Regions from separate parts of the Sus scrofa genome. Here region 1 is linked to region 2. Evidence: chromatin contacts called from public HiChIP or PLAC-seq data. All regions are on one chromosome and are shown on one strand. Each heading gives the region's core, a stretch centred on a gene start, on an enhancer-like site or on the middle of the called end of the contact. The rest is flanking DNA. Distances are from core to core; before and after follow the strand shown.

Region 1 (3,924 bases), core at 679-3,178, 170 kb before region 2:
TTAAGAAAAAGCAGCGACAGAGTTAGGAGTTGTCCAGCAGACTGAAACCTTAACGTCTTTTCTCAAAAAGCAAATCCAGTCAAGTTGCAATCGTAGCAGGAGGAACTGCGGGTTTCCTGGTCAAGGTTACAGTATGGCACATTTTGGGCTGAGGCAGGCCTCCTTTCCAGGGCCTTGACTTTAGACAGATGTTGAGTTTATCTTCATCCCCTGGCTTGTGCTGTCAAACTGGGTCCCTAAGAGGTACCCCAGGGACAGAGGGATGAAGGCTGGTCTTCCAAGTAGCTGCAGATCAGCCACAACTTGATTATGACACACAGATGCAACTACCCAGAGAAGAAAGAGAAAGAAGTTTCTAGAGTAAAAAAAAAAACAAAAAAAAACAAAAAAAACTTAAAAGAGACACGTGCACCCGCATGTTCATTGCAGCACTATTCACAAGAGCCAGGACATGGAAACAACCCAAATGTCCATCGACAGATGATTGGATTCGGAAGATGTGGTATATATACACAATGGAATACTACTCAGCCATAAAAAAGAATGACATAATGCCATTTGCAGCAACATGGATGGAACTAGAGAATCTCATCCTGAGTGAAATGAACCAGAAAGACAAAGACGAATACCATATGATATCACTTATAACTGGAATCTAATATCCAGCACAAATGAACATCTCCTCAGAAAAGAAAATCATGGACTTGGAGAAGAGACTTGTGGCTGCCTGATGGGAGGGGGAGGGAGTGGGAGGGATCAGGAGCTTGGGCTTATCAGACACAACTTAGAATAGATTTACAAGGAGATCCTGCTGAATAGCATTGAGAACTTTGTCTAGATACTCATGTTGCAACAGAACAAAGGGTGGGGGAAAAAATGTAATTGTAATGTATACATGTAAGGATAACCTGACCCCCTTGCTATACAGTGGGAAAATAAAAAATAAAAAAAATTTAAAAAAAGAAGTTTCTAGAGTGCCTTTTGCGAGAAACAGTCCAGTGTTGAGAGCACTTTCATAGCTTCCTGGCTGTCTAGGGGAAATTTCATAAGCAACAATTGCCAAATGCAGAGCTGTGTTAGCCAGAGCAGTCAGAAAGTCAATGAGATACTTTGGGTTGCTTATGGCTTCTCATCCAGATCGCTGTGGACTCTGACAAAAGGACTTAGAAAAGGACTTTGTGCTCTCTGCATGTAGTGTCTGCTGCTTATGTCTCCCAGGTCAAAGCTTCAGGCCCCGTGAGCTTTTGTGGGCTATTTTACATAATAGAATAATGTATCCATAAGTTCATGCCGTTAATCTAGCATCTCACAGTTGCCTTAGGGGATAGAAAAGTAAACTTCTATTTTTAGGTCGCCATGGTAACAGTAATCTAGGGCAATTTGGTGGGGGGGGGGTGAATACGGGTGATTGGTTCAATCATCTAGGGGGTCAGAGCCTTAAAGGAACGCTCTGGGACAAGGAGGAGGAAAAGTGTCCACAAAAAATCAGGGCACTTGTAGTTGAAGGAATTTACAGCTGGGATCCTGAGGTTCAGAGGAGGGGTTTCAGACCCTTCAGTGCACCCCAGGCACAGATCCAGAACAATTACAGAGTTTATCTTTCTGTTCTTTATCAAATGTTAAGCGGAGAGAACATTGAAAGGAAGAGATTGCGTTTAAAAGAATAACTAGCAAGGCTAGGAAACACTTCTGGCCGAAGAAGGATTTTAGTGTGTGCAGCGAGGCATCACTTCACCCATCTCGCCAACGCCACCACACCATCCCAGTTTCATAAGCAGGAGGAGTGCCCTGCATCCCACTGGGTAGCTCGCATACGTGAAGAGCCAGCATAACCCCTGTCCTAGGAGCCGGACAGCCGGAGTCCAGCCCTCAGTGGCGACGCGGACAGAAGAGCTTGTGCTGCGGCCGCCAGTAGAGGCTTTACGGTAATTCGCGGGGCGGGGCCCGGCCTTCGCGCGCAGGCGCGCAGCCGTTGCGGGTCCAGTGGTTGCGAGCAGAGCGGTTTCCCGAGTGGCTCCGCTGGGAGGGACTGGGCTGTGCAGGTTCCGAGGCCGGCGGGCAACTCCGCCCGGCCTGAAGCCCCGGCGTCCGCCTCCTTCACCGTCCTTGGTAGGTGGACGGCCCTGCGGGAGCCTCGCCAGAGACCCGGGGAAGCACCCGTCGCGGTGCCGGGCGCTGGAGGCGGGAGGGCGCCGGCGAGATCGCGACCTCAGGCGCCCCTGACTCCGCGGCGGGGGTGGGAGCGGGGAACGGGTCTCCCCAGGAAACCGAGGCCCGATGTGGGACCCGGGAGGAAGCCTGGAGCGGAGGTTCCGGGCGCCTTCCCCGCCCCTCCCGGGCCGAGGACCCAGCCTGGGACGGGAGCCGGGGTTTCCCGGGGACTCTGAGCCCGGAGGAGGCGGCGAGGAGGGGGTGCGGGCTCCGGGGAGGGGAGCATCGCCCCACCACCGCGAGTCCGGCAGGTGCCTCCGGCCGGGGCCGGGCGATCTGCGCTTTTCGTGCAAAGTTCAGGCCTCGCTGCCTCTGCCCTTCGTACTCCCTGGATCTCAGGAATTTGCCTGCGGCTGTAAACCTTGCATCCCACCCCACCCCTGCCCAGTAGAAACCGAACCTTGTCCCCAGCAGGAGACGTTAGCTCCGTGCGGTTTGGGGCCCGCTTGAAACGACTTTCATCTTCCTGACCCCTAGGATCCGTCGCCATGAATTCCGCCGTCATCGTGGTCCACGGCGGCGGAGCCAGCTGCATCTCCAAGGACCGGAAAGAGCGGGTCCGCCAGGGCATCGTCAAAGCCGCCACCGTGGGTTACAACATCCTCAAAGAAGGAGGGAGCGCCGTTGACGCTGTGGAAGGAGCCGTCGTTGTCCTGGAAGACGATGCCGAGTTCAACGCAGGTAGGTTTGCCCTGCAGCCAGCAACTGCTGCCAGACCGGAGTAAGCTTGTCCCCACCCCCACCCCCAAATAAATAGGACCTTTCTCAGTGGAGCTCTTCTGCTTTATGGTAAAAATCTAATATGCTGAAGAGATTCCATTTTTCTCTCCTTACCTGTTGACCAAGTTGCTTTAAAGAACCGTAAAATTCGTTCTGCACCCCATTTTCTTTACCCGGCTTCTTAGAATTCACATACCAAGGGCCTTTTTTATTCCATCTTTTTAGGGGGCAGGGGTTGGCTCCTGTTGGGTGGTAATCTCAGAAGCTGCCAGGTGTAATCTAACAGGGAGGAACTGAAGAAAAAGGCAGACCACTCCAGGTTGGTAGGTGGCAGGTTTAATAAGCATGGAACATACAGAAGAGGCTTGTCTTGCAAGATAAATAGACCTCTTTCTGAACCAGCCAGAATCTTAAAAGCCATGTGGTCTTTTTTTTTTTTTTTTTTTCCTTTTTTTTTTCTTTTTAGGGCTGCACCCATGGCATATGGAGATTCCCAGGCTAGGGGTCAAATTGGAGCTGCCGGCCTACACCACAGCTCACAGCAACGCGGAATCCTTAACCCACTGAGCAGGGCCAGGGATCAAACATGCGTCCTCATGGATGCTAGTCAGATTTGTTAACTGCTGAGCCACGATGGGAACTCCTTATTTTATTTATTTATTTTTTTAAGCCGCATGGAGCTCTTATCTGGGTCCAGTCACATAAACCACCCCGATGATCTCAACACATTTTTCTCTTACAGCTGCGTCCTTGGGCAGCTTCTAGCTCAGGACTAGCAAGTGGAGGGCACATTCTAAGGACAGGGGAGGGGCAGAAGGGCCACTGACCGCCTTGGGGCCCGCTTGCAGGTGACTGGCAGTCGTCCTCAGTGATTCCTCCCAACACTCCATCCCTCATCACCGGCCTTTGCCATCGCACACACCCCCTCTTCCGCATTGTGCCCTGAGTGGTCAACAAAGTTGACCCCTTGTTGGGGGCTCAGTTGGCAGGTCT
Region 2 (4,076 bases), core at 1,537-4,036:
GAAAGGGCAGGTGGCCTCCGGCCTCCCTTGCTCACACCCCAGCCTGGTCCTGGCCCAGCTTATGGATAGCAAACCCAGAACAGGCATCCTGCTTCTAAGGGCCTTTTTGGGAGTTCCCTGGTGGCCCATTGGGTTGAGGATCCAGCATGGTCACTGCTATGGCACAGGTTCCATCCCTGGCCCTGGAACTGCCGCATGCCATGGGTGTGGCCCCAAATAAATAAATAAATAAATAAGGACTCTTTTGGTTCTGGGGCTCATGAACACGAAACCCCCAGGAGTCAGATATCCTGAACAACCCAGAACACAGCTCACTTGTAGATTCTCTGGACCCCGGCGGGTGACGACCAAAAGAATCGTCCCCTTCTCTTCAGGCACTGGACCCACTCTAGAGACAGGCACTGGCAGAGCAAGGCAAACAATTCTACTGGCTGGAAAATGGGAACAGTCACGACAGGCAGATCCCCAGTCCAGAGGAACAAAGAGGAACACGAGGCCGGCCTCTCTCCCAGGACCGAAGCCTCCAAGCCGACCTCCACGTGTGCAACTGCCCGACCTCTGTCTGGAAAACAACGTGCCCCATGCTAACTGGAGCCTAACTGCACAGTTATCTTCACAGCTGGCACCAAGAGCTTTGAGTCAGCTGATTCTGGGTGGCACACCCTAAGGGGCACTTTGTTTTTTGTTTTTTTTTTTGGCCACCCCGCAGCATGTGGAGCTCCCAAGGCAGGGATCAGATCCGGGCCGCAGTCTCAACCTAAGCAGTAGCTGCAACAACACCAGATCCTTACTTAATCCACAGTGCCAGGCCAGGGATCGAACCTGTGTCCCGCCTCTCTCAAGATGCCGCCAATCTCATTGCACCACAACGGGAACTCCCCAAGGGACACTTTCCACTTGAATAGGATGCTTGTGTTGGGGAGGTGCAATTATCGGGGAGAATTTGACAGACATGACGCAAGACATGGGCGCTAGAGAAACAGCCAAAAAAGCCACACAAGGATGCTCACAACCCGTGCACACAGACATACAGCAGCCCCAGATCCAGCAGCAGCTCCTCACAGCCCAGAGCAGGCCTACAGCCGCTGCCTTCACCAGCTCCCAGAAGACACCTGTCTGGGCAGCGCCAGGCCCTGCCCATCATGGACGAGCCTATTACCTGTTAACCTGGCGCCCAGAGTCTGCACCTCCCGCCGCCGTGAGCACCTGCCTAGCTCCTCCCTGGCACCTGGCTGCTGGGGATACACAGCAGTCAGTTCTGGGCGGCAGGTTCCGCAGTAACTGGGCTTCCAGTTCTACTCCACAACTTCCCAGCTACATGCTCTCGGCAAATGACATTGCTCCAAACCACACCTCCTACCAGGAGGAAGTTTTTCCAGCCTCATCCACCCGCGGCCCCTCACCCTCACGCTGGACTTTTTGGCACCTCGACCTCCAGGGCAGCTCCCTACCCCCACCCCAGCCGGCGGCGGATTTCTGGGCTCCGCCCTGCCGCCTGTCCCCACCTCTGTCCCCTGGCCCCTCCCACTCCTAGTCCCAGAGCTCCAAGTTCATGCTTCCTGCGGGGAGAGAAATCCCTTTTTCGTTCCCTAAGAGGGACTCCCCTCTCTTTGTGGCAGGAACTGGGGACAGCTTACATTCCCCAGCAGGAAGTCTCCACGCCTGATCACCGCGCCAGAAAAGAATGGGCTTTGACCCACAACACCAGGGATTAAGACCCCAGCTCGGAGGGGGTTGTCTTCCTGCGGGGGCGGGAGGAGCCGGGGCGAGGAGAGCGGCGAAGTCTCACCCTGGGGGGTGGATCAGTTTGGGAGCCGCCCTCCGCCCAGGCGGAGGCCAAGCTCTCCGCCCAGTGGCGGGGCTTCGCTAGTGCAGGGGCTGGGGCCCGGCCACTCGGCCCAGCTGCCAAAGAGCCGCCCCCAGCCCGGCCAGGACGCAAAGCCAGGCGCTTCCCCTTCCCCTAGAACCTCCGCTCCGGCCCCCGGGGACCGAGCAGGATGCCCCTCCCTGACCGGCCGTGTGCAGCGCCTCGCTCGGACTCCATCGGCCAGGGCCTCATCCCAGGGCTGTGCTCACCCTCTCTCTGGGGCTTCCGGACACAAACCCCGGGACCCCCGAACCCCTCTGGGCCGGAGAAACTTACTTTAGTCCTTACCTACAACCCCTGCAGCCCCAAGAAACCTCCACCACCAGGGCGGAGTGCCATTGCTGTCCTCTGCCCCGTGAGCCCCAGAGGCAAGCAGAGGTGACACATCCAGGACCACCACGCACAGCCGGAGACACCCCCCTCATAGGTAATAACACGTATCTCGCTGCTATGACACAAGTGGTTACAGGGACTTGACACCACGGTGAAAGAGCAACCCCAGACCCAAGCCCAGCCCAGCTGTCCCCCTGATGAAGAAGAGGGGCTCCATCAAAACACACACTCCTGCTGAGCCCGCTGTGGCCCACCCACGGGGCCCCCACACCTCCGCAGGCTTGCCCAGGGCTGGAGGAAACTGCGCATGCTCAGGAAGGCCTGGGAACCCAGTGGGATGGTTGCAGCTCAGGGAAATGCCAGCTGCCCTCCCTGGGCGTCTGGATGAAGCCCATGGGGGACCAAAGGAAGAGCAGAAGGCCCTACATACCCACCCACCAAAAGGTCCCATTCTAACCTCTCTCCAGGGCATGCGCAAACGGTCAGCCTTGCTCCAGGGAGAGAAGCTGGGGGCTTCTGGGAGTGGGGGGTGGGGGACACAGAGCCAGCAGGGGAGAGTTCCCAGCAGGGCAGGAGTCCGACTAGCTCTCCCAGTCTGTCTGCCTGTCCCCAGGCGGTTCCCAAGTTCCCAGGAAGGTGGTGACCACACCCCAGAGCCCCACCCACCCCCACCACCCCCACAGCTTTGCCCCAACCCCTCAAACCAGCTCCTCAGGCTCTGAGTGGCGTGCTCTGCCAGGGCCAGCCAGCCAATTGCAAATGAGCTAAGGAATCCAGCCCGGCAGTGCCCGGGCACCTCCACCCACGGCCCCCTGGGACTAAGGTGACCCCAGGGACCCCCAGCCTATTCCCTGCCTTTGACCGATGCTGGCCTTCTCCCTCCACAGGTCTCCCACAGATCGCTCTCTTGTGTCCCACTTAGATCCCTGGACCTGGAGCCTCGCCCTCCTGAAGCAAACCCTCGGCTCTGCGGGGTTAGCTCTTCAAAAGGTAACCCGGGCCAGGACCCCAGAGTAGCACTAAGCCCCACGGGACTTTGGTGGCTCCCCGTGTGTCCCGGTTCTCTGAACAATGTCCCAGCAGATAACCTTTAAGGACAGGGCTTTGGGGAGGGGCTCAGACACCCTCCAGTCCTCGCTAGCGATATTCCAGAACCCTCGTCCTCTGCTAGTCCAGCTCTCACGGTCCCAGGTCCTCTCCCCAGTCCCCCTCATCGCACAGCTAGGAACAAGGCAGTACCCCTAAGGCTGGGACTCCCTTCTACTTCCCACTCCACACGCAAGCCAAGTTCTGGCCCAGCCCAGCATCCCTGGGGGCCAGGGACTAGGAAGCTTCCCCATTCAGCTTCGAAAAGGAAGTGAGTGCCACACCCTGCCCCTGGGATCACCCTTATGGGGGGCAGGAGAATGAAAGCAGAATTGACTCCCCAGGAGTTCCCTTGTAGTGCAGCAGGTTAAGGATCTGGCCTTGTCACTGCAGCGACCTGGGTTCGATCCCTGGCCCAGGACCTTCCGCATGCCCATGCCGCAGGGACAGCCAACAAAAAAGAAGCTACTCCCCTAATTTAGACCCAGCACAGGCAAGGAGGCCCTAAAAGGCCTTCCAAGGCATCTTCAGCCTCCCTCCTTCCCTCCTCCCCACTCCCTTGACTTCACCTGTAGCCACAGGCCACCACCCCCCAGCCCCTGCACCCCAGGCATCACTGTGTCCCACAAAAATCAACCCAGTTCCTATCACTTGTTAGGCTGCACCCAGAAGAGCACGGGATCCTACAGTCAGGGGCTGGAGTCTAGTAGAGAAAACTTTCAAAACCAGTTATTGCTGGGGTGGGGTGGGGGGTGGATTATTGGGAGCCCAGCGCTATGCTGGGGACGCA

Evidence for each region. HiChIP or PLAC-seq counts read pairs in DNA pulled down with a chosen protein or histone mark.
Region 1: a contact with region 2 is called in an H3K27ac HiChIP or PLAC-seq map of alveolar macrophages. The contact joins the promoter of ASRGL1 here to the promoter of AHNAK in region 2. A contact is called at or near these places in 1 of 5 promoter capture datasets (fetal liver) and 1 of 2 datasets of contacts at active chromatin or transcription factors (alveolar macrophages).

What each region holds. Positions count from the first base shown.
Region 1 is chr2:9,351,388-9,355,311 of Sscrofa11.1, reverse strand. ASRGL1 (isoaspartyl peptidase/L-asparaginase) reads left to right here and starts at 1,928. Exons shown (of 7, transcript XM_005660800.3): 1 at 1,928-2,109; 2 at 2,689-2,892. The coding sequence starts at 2,700.
Region 2 is chr2:9,185,694-9,189,769 of Sscrofa11.1, reverse strand. It overlaps AHNAK (neuroblast differentiation-associated protein AHNAK), which reads right to left and starts at 2,786. Exons shown (of 10, transcript XM_013994215.2): 1 at 2,658-2,786.